Regions from separate parts of the Triticum aestivum genome. Here region 2 is linked to region 1. The links are chromatin contacts, called in public Hi-C maps. All regions are on one chromosome and are shown on one strand. Each heading gives the region's core, a stretch centred on a gene start, on an enhancer-like site or on the middle of the called end of the contact. The rest is flanking DNA. Distances are from core to core; before and after follow the strand shown. Region 1 has its middle 33 kb from the start of LOC123093781. Region 2 holds the start of LOC123093782 (B3 domain-containing protein Os03g0120900).

Evidence for each region. Hi-C and Micro-C count contacts between places; a contact is called where the count stands out from the background.
Region 2: a contact with region 1 is called in a Hi-C map of leaf, with 3 times the contacts expected there. The contact joins the promoter of LOC123093782 here to the enhancer-like site in region 1. A contact is called at or near these places in 2 of 5 Hi-C or Micro-C datasets (both in leaf).

What each region holds. Positions count from the first base shown.
Region 1 is chr4B:640,837,098-640,841,212 of IWGSC CS RefSeq v2.1, forward strand. No RefSeq gene overlaps it. Among protein-coding and RNA genes, the nearest start is that of LOC123093781, 33 kb to the left of the region's middle. Within about 2 kb of position 2,769, at least 7 of the 8 cell types and tissues checked have an H3K27ac peak or open chromatin away from gene starts, as enhancers often do. A contact at or near this core is called in leaf, where this site is marked.
Region 2 is chr4B:640,915,949-640,920,214 of IWGSC CS RefSeq v2.1, forward strand. LOC123093782 (B3 domain-containing protein Os03g0120900) reads right to left here and starts at 2,783. Exons shown (of 1, transcript XM_044515835.1): 1 at 829-2,783. The coding sequence starts at 2,198. The coding sequence ends at 1,239.

The sequences.
Region 1 (4,115 bases), core at 1,519-4,018:
GGCCGCCAAGGAGCAGAGGCACACCGGATCCAACCGTTGCACAGGTGCCCATGGCACGATGACAATGAGGCGTTCCCGCGGGAGAAAAAAGTGGATCGACCTCCTCTGCCGCTCCCGCGGGCGACAGGGGAGGCCTCCCGCCGCCGCCGGTTCCCGTTCCCCCTCTTCCTCTAGTCCCCTCGCTGCCGCCCACGCGCGCCGGCCGGCGAAGCCTGCCTGGTGTGGGCGGCGGCGGGACGCCTCTCCCCTTCGTCGTTTGGCTGGCATGGGACGGCCAAATCGATGGAAGGCGCTGGGCTAGCATCGGGCACGGCGGCGTGGCAGCGGGCGCGCCTGGCGGCGGCGTGCGGTCAGCGCGACGACGCTATGGTGGCGTTCTCGCGGCGCGGTATGCGGCTGCGTCGCCATTGATGGGGCTCGTTGGTTTCGCTCTGGCGGCCAGCGAGGGCTGGATCCCGGGGCGGCGGCCCCGGACGGCGGAGGTTGTGTCGGTGGCTGTGGTCTCGCGACGGGCGATGCAGCGGCCGCGGTGGTGGACGATCCGTGCACAAGACGCTTGATGGAGGCCACTGGAACAGATTTGGGTGAAGACCTGCTCGCGGCTGCTGCCGAGGCCGGCGATGGCGGCACTTTTCGGTGTCGTTCCCTTGTTGAAGGCATCGCTGTTGAGAAGTTCCAGGCCACTATCTGCTACATCCGGGGGAAACCCTAGATCAGTAGACCGGATGACGGCGACATTATTGTGTCGTTTTCCTCTTGTGGTGTCATTCTTGGAGGTGTACATGGGCTCGAGGGACCAGTGGGTGGAATAATTGGTGGAGCGGTGCTTCATCCTGCACATTAATGGTGGCATTTCTCGGTGGCGTGGCGCGGTGGAGACTCGGCGCCCGATGTTTGGCGAGGGACTCGCGCAGGAGGGTGCCGTTATCAGGCGCCGTGGTGGCATCGATGGCAGAGAGGCCGGGCAAGGTGGTGCAGCAGTACACACTGAAGATGGATTGGTGGCAGGTGGCTGCCGCGGCCTTATACCCGGTAGGCGTCCTGGTTGAGGAGTGCGCCGGACTGGTAGGTGCCCCATACCCGGCAGGCGTCCGGGTTGGGACCTCAGGTCTTAGATATTTAGGTTTGGCTGTGATGTCTGTTTGGTATTAGACCCAGACTATCAGCGCCCCTTCATCAATTGGATAGGAGTAGCGACAGTTGTTGCATAGACGGTGGCTTTAGTCTTACTGTTGTATCACTTTGTAAGGTCTTATGAGAATAATTAATAAAGTGGCCGTATGCATCGCCCAGATGCAGAGGCTGGGGGTTCTCCTCCTTTTCTAAAAAAAGCGATGAAAATGAGGGGCGGTGGCGCAGCCAGAAAAAATGGAAGGAGGGCCGGATGGTGTTAAAACTGATTGGGGAGGGCCAGTCTATAGAAAAGATAGGTTTTTAGCAACAAATAATCACCAACAATGCACTTTTCATCGGCAAATTAGGAGTAAATCACTGATGTTAGGGGGGCAGGCCTCTGGTGGTCCCCATGTCTCCGCCATTGATGAGGGGTCGCCTGTTCCGTTCTGGGCTCGATGGGCAGTCTACACTGAAGGACGGGGTGCTCGTTAGTGAGGTTTAATTGCTCGGAAGTGAAATGCTATCTGGGTGTTGTAATTTACTGGATAATCGAGTCAAAACCGTCTTCTAAGTCTGGATACGAGCATAGGGCAACTCGACTTGCTTATTATTGCAACAGAACAATGGATTGAAAATAGCAGAAGCATTGGGCATAGCAAAGAGGACCTAGCGGGATGAAAAACACAACCAAAACAATACATGTTAAACCAAGTAAATTAAACGTAGTAGCAAGCATTTCATTCTTGTAGAGTGAATAACTGGGTTTTGATGTAACAATCATTTCATAGTTGTGGAGAAAAACAATTGGATTTTGATAGATGTGAAGCACGCGGCACAAGGTAAACTAAGGGAATGGCTAGATGCTAGTCGATTGAGAAACGAATTTGGGCCAGTCGATTTTGTTTCAGCTGTTGGTTGAAAAATAAACGGCGCAGGTTGCTTCTTCTACCTCCAGATTTCTTCTTCCACCCGCGACCGCCTCGCCGCACCGCCTTCCCCTGAACCGCCCCCACCGCCGGTCTTGCCACCACCCCCGGCCCATCTCTCTAGCCCCGGCCACGTCCAGACTTTTTGTCCGGCGAAGCCCCATCACCGCCCACGCTAAACCCTAAGATAGATAATGGGATAGCCCTTTGACGAGCTCCTTCCTTCTTCTTCCTTCATTCAAAATCGACTGACCACAATAGCTAAAGTCAGTCAATTGACATTTAGCAATTGCGATAAACTTACCCATGAGGATGTCCGAACTTCCTCGCCGAGATCCCATGACCGATCGAGCCATCTTGCTCACGATCTCTAGCCACCATTCTTAACCTGCCTGTATTTTTCTATACAAAAATGCTCGGCCTGGGCGCTCGATTCAGGAGGATCACCTGCATGCGGGCTGCAGCCACCTTCGCCTTGCAGCGTAGGATAAGCCAAGGAGTTTGGATCGTCTAGCTTCTTGGGAGCCGCGCGAGCGCAGTCACTGCGCTGTGCGCTGGCTGACAGGTGGTCGCCGAGCAAATCTGGGCCCGCGTCGCAGCGGGTGACATGGTGCGCGCTCGCGGCGGAAGATCCATCCCGCGCGGCAGCAGAGGCCTGCACGCACAGCTGGCCCGGCCCGCGGCGCGTGCAGTTTTGTCCTGAGTATAGGCTTACGTGCACTGGCTTCCTTACCCGCCACTCACTGGCATTCCGGGTCCACAGGGCTGTGGCCCAGCTGGCGGTGGCTGGCAACGCCATGCTCAGAGGAATCAATAGCAGGGAATGAGAGCCTGCGCCGACACTGCCACGCTGTCCGCCGCTGCCAAGGCCACGCCTCCTGCCAGGTGGGCCCCGCGGTGGGGACCCAGAACTTCGCTGCGGGGACACAACAGTTGCTCTTCTGTTCCTACATCCGGAGGCTTTCATGGCTCGTGTACCGGCTGCTGCTGGCCTATCTCTCGTTGTACTTACCGTTGAGGGAGTACTGTGTCGGCACAGTGTGAAATTTTGTGGGAAAAGCTGTAAAAAAATGCAAAAAAAGATAATATAGGGAAGCGAGTTATTTTCACGACTTTTCCTCGAACGATTGTGGTCCCGCTTGGAAAAGTTCATGGTGCTTGTTCGGCTAGTTACCACTTCTTCCAGGAGATCCAAGCCAGAACTCACAATATGGCGCTTTACGCTTTTCTGATCCGCATCAGCCATCTAGTGATCGGCACACGGAGAGCTGAGCGTAGCTCAGTTGGCAAGGCGCGGGAATTCACAGCCAGCCCATCAGGATTCAAGTCTCGGCTTGAGCGTTTGGTGCTAACGGAGTTTTCTTCTATAAAAAAAATGCCAACAGGCTAGTCTAGTCTGGGTTGGTCTCGTTTTTTTAATCGGCACACGAGTTCTAGAAAATCGCAAATTAAGCAAGTGGTTGCAAAGATTTGGCCAAAGGTGGTTGAGCTGTGTGTTTTTCGAGAGAGCCACCCTCATGGTCAGCATGTATGACTGTTTCACCCGCAAAAAATAGAAAGCATGTATGATTGTCACTCATTTGTTCTTGCGTCGAGTGGTTTCCATGGTTTGTGTATTCGGGGAACGTATTCGGTGCACCGGCCCGGTTCATGCACAAAATGCGCCCGGGATAAATGAATGAGCCATTGGATAGAAAACCTAGGGGGGGTGTGATATAGCTGAAGATGGATAGCTGGCACATTTGCAAAATAGTCCTTTTATCCACGCTCATCATCTCACTCTCCCATCAATAAGCATGTCTGTTTTTTTTTCAAACAAAAAGGGTCATATATTTTGAACCAAATGTCTGATTTTGAAACCGTTTGACTTGTTTCAATGAGTTTTTTGAAACAAGATTAATGTCGATGCATTCTCTGTGTACTAGCCCATCCCTACCGTTTAGAAAGAACCATGTTATAATAAGTTCTTTTGCTGGTAGATATAACCAGTAACAAAAACCCGGTATCAGCAAATGAATAAGGTAATTATTTTCGCAACTTGTCGCAAACAATCATGATTTTACTAATAGTGAA
Region 2 (4,266 bases), core at 1,533-4,032, 79 kb after region 1:
GCATGCATACATATACACACATGTTGGCATTTAGTTCTGCCTGCGTATACAGTTATGTACGCTGGCATGCATGGTGTACGGTGCCTGATGAACATTTCACTCCCAAGGCATAGATGCCGTGGTGTTGCCGCAGAAGAAACAGCAGCCGCAGCAGAAGCTGAAGCAGCAGGGACGAAGGAATTGCACATGGGACAAATGCCCAAGCCAAATCAAGCAGTGCAACAGTGCTATAGTACTACTGTGGAGAGAGAGAGAGTATATATGAGCAGAGGAGAGAGAGAGAGAGAGAGAGAGAGAGAGAGAGAGACGTAGAGAGAGAGGGAGAGATGGATGTGTATGAATGTATGTAATTGCAGGCAGGCAGGCAGGCAGGCAGGCAGGCATGTGTAGGAGAAGGATTTAGGGTCTGACCTCCAGGCCTCTGCCATGACTGCCTGTCCTAGCAAGCAAGCTACAAGGCTGGCTGGCATACTGGCTTGCTTGCTGCTAAGCTACATTTTAAAGGCAACCTCTCCTCACCCTACAGCTAGGTAGCTTTGGAAGGAGAGCCCAATTGACCTGCATATGCCCACACTAGAGCAGCAGCAACAAGAACAATCCATGTGCACAATTACAGCACAATCAATTTGTTAATTGAACATTGCATCCAACCTCCAAGATACTTGCATGTATTGTATGTGTATAACGGTGCATATTAATTGTTATCTTATGTGGGGAGCACACTATGTCTCCTAGGCTCGGTCATGGGCTCATGCTATATAGATACAATTTTCTCTTTCTACACAATAATTTCCCTGTATTTAAGTCCCCAAATGAAAAGAACGAGAGTTCATGCTAAGAAAACTTAATTATAATCAAGCACACAAGGGGAAATTGTGGAAGGAATGCAAATCAGAGCAAATAGAAGAAACCATGCATCAATCAAGATAGAAAGATTTTTTGTTGTTGCTGCTGCCGCTGCTTAAATTGTTCTTTTCGTGTTTCTTCTCACACTGCACTGAACTGGCTAATAATTAAGGAGGGATCATGAGCTATATACCAAAGGAAGAGATTACGAAGAGGCTAGATGCTCCACGCATGCACCGGCGGCCGCCGCCTCCGCCGCATTTGTTTACTTCTCCGATCGACAGGTTAATTTCTCCTTTGCGAACGGCCGGCGGCGACCCCGTTTGTGTCAGAATCTGAGTAGCAGTAGTGGTAGTAGTAGTGGATCGTGCGAACGCCCACACTTTAGCGCTTCACAAGTCAAGATTCAAAGAGCACCTCGCTTTCCCGGACGACGACGATGAGGAGGAGGCCGGTGACAGCAGCTGCAGCGCCGTTGTCGCCGTTCTCCCGGGCCCGCTGAAGTCCTCCTCGGCGTCCGCCGCGCACTCGAGGTTCACCCCGAAGAGCCGCACCCGCTTCGACCCCGACGTCGCCACGGCGGACGGCTCCGGGTGCGCTGGCGCTGCCGCCATGCTCATGCGCACCGGCACCGACTCCAGGACCAGCGACGGGTGCTGGTGGTGGTATTGCTGCTGCGGCTGGTAGTACACCACCTGCCTGCCGGGCGCCGCCCCGTACCCGTCGTACCCGATGTGTCGCCGCTGGTGGTGGTGTTGGTAGGCGTCGTAGTCGTAGAGGGTCGCCGGGGAAGTCGCCTGGAGGAACATCCTGCCGCCAGCGCCGCCGGGTCCGGCCGGGTGCGCCATCCACGGCGAGAAGGGCACAGAGGGGAGAGCAAAGCCCCGGTGGTGCCCGGGTGGGAGGACGACGTCGGGGCGGCGGCGCCAGTCGATGAAGAGCCTGCCCCTGGCGGCCTCCCCGACGCCGCGGCCGAAGGAGACGGTGTCCCCGGCGTCGAGGCGCTTCTCCTTGACGAAGCGGCTCCAGCCCTTGGTCATGACGTAGCTCTGGCTGCTGTTCCAGTAGGAGTAGCGGAAGCGCCACGGCTTGCCGGCGCGGTCCTCGAAGCTGAGCAGGAGGCCCTTGTCGGTGGAGGAGGTGTCGAGCGGGAAGTACTTCTCCGCGTGCTGCTTCGGGATCACCAGCCGGTTCAGCTTGCCCACGTCGCTCGGGGTCACGACCTTGTCGAACATGTGCTCCTTCTCCACCGCCCCCGCCGCCTCCTCCTCGGCCTTATGATCCGCCGTAGGCGGCGGCGAAGAGCATCCGGCAGCGGCCGCGGTGGAGGCCCTGATTGCGGTGAACTCCATGCGCACCGATGGAGGAGAGGTAGGTTAGGTAGATGATGCCTCCTTCCTCCCTTCCCTCCCCTTGCCTGCTTGCTCCTTCTCCTTGACCTTTGACCGGCAGCTAGCTAGCGAGCTGGTGCTCCCCTTCTCCCACTCCCAGTGCTGTGCTGTTACTGTTGTTTATAAGTATAGGATTTGGGTGGGCTTAAAATATTTGGCTAGCTTGGGGGATTGGAATTTAGAATTCTCGGCCGACTGGAATAGGCAGGAGAACCTGTGGAACTGGCTAGGAAGGAGGGGAACAGCTCGATCTGCCTGCTAGAGCTTGGGTTTCTTGCAGGGTCCAGGCAAGAAGAGGAAGCGAAGGAGGAAGAAGGGTGGATGTGAAGGGTGGGGGGTGGGTACTATGAAGGTTCTTGGTGAGAGGCCGGAGGAAGGGGAGGAGGGGGAGAAATGGAGATGAGGCTGCTGGCTCTGGATGGATGGATGCTTGCTTTTGGCTTGCAACCAAAGGTAATTGTCCTAGCTTGCTTAGCTAGTGTGTGTAGTGTGTATGTATGTATGTGTACGTATACGTGTGTAGTTGTGTGTGCAATGTACTGTATGATGGAGGGGTGGGGGAAAGAGTGGGCACAATACATGTAGCTTGCTTTTTAAAGGAGAGGAAGGAGGATGGGGTGTGAGAGCTAGAGAGCTAGCTTGCTAGCTAGCTAGGGTGGGGCCCATTGATTATCTGGTTGAGCTCATGTGAGCTTGTCCTTGTCATGCTATAGGGAGAGCCGTTATGCGAGTTAGGCAGATGATGAGCCCCAAAATGCCAGTTGTTGGATCAGATTTTTCAACATGCATGCTTATTGGTAGGTGTCAAAACAGCTGTATTTTATGCTAGCTCATATTATTACTGGCATACATAATTTGTTTGTGTATGTATGTGTGTGTGTTTGTATGTATGGACTACTGTTTGATTGTTCAAGTATGAAGTTGAGTTTAACCCAAGTGGGCTAGTTAGCTGCATCAAGTGGCTATATTAATTTTGCATTGCAATTTGATGATTTGACCTTCCTGTGCCTCTTCAGAATTTCATTGCGCTTTCAGGTTGAGCTAGATCGGAAGGATATTTGTGCTACATACTTTTGTTTAATTTCCAAGTGTATGTAGTACTACCGTATTATAATAATCAAATAGGCTCATACGTGGAATTAAAACTGGATATGTTATCATGCACAAGCTTAGTCTTATTAGTTGTCTTGTTATTATTACATACAGATGCTAAGTTTGAACTACTCTTGTTGCAACCTGCTGCACACAATTGATCTGCCACTGAAGACCGAACATGCTTGTCTTATTTTGTTGGCATATTAAACTGATCCTCCATTGGTGTATTGCCTTCAACCTCAAAACTTAAGATCCCCAAATAAAATCATGAATGCATCCAGATATAATATTCGCAACGTGAGTCTGTTAAGGGCAATATTTAATTAGTCGACTGTCTCTGAACTTATTTCAGGTTATCTTCTTGCAATTAGAAATTGCCGCTGCAGGGCCAGCTATTGTGGCAGGACAGACAAGATGAGGAGAGAGAGGTCAGCACGGCTGCTCGCCTCTGATTCGGCCCCAGGGGCGAGAAGGCGCCTATTTTATGGGCACACACACTGAGACACATGTGGTGCATACAATAAGGTACAATCTGCAGCTACTTACCAGTAGAGGCATATTTTATAAGGTGCACACACATGTTGCTGGCTGTTCGCTTGGCACATGAGGTGGGCAGATCCTAGTAAAATATATGTCCAGTGGCTGTTTGTTTTCGGGGGGTTTGTCTTTGTTTTGTGGGAGAATCGTGAGGCATTGGGAGGGGTAGTTTACGGCTGGTTAGACTTGCCAAATGGTTTTTCTTGTCTAGCTAGTTTTTATTTGTAAATCAAGTTACCATCTTGTTTTGGTTGTAGCGTGGAAGTTTATGACCAGCAAAGTTAAATTACGACAACTTGTACTTTACTTACGGTTGATGTTCACATTTTTTTAAAATATATAAGGTCCTGGCAAAAGCTAATAGTTTTGGGTCTACTTGAGTTTTAGGTCCGGCCTA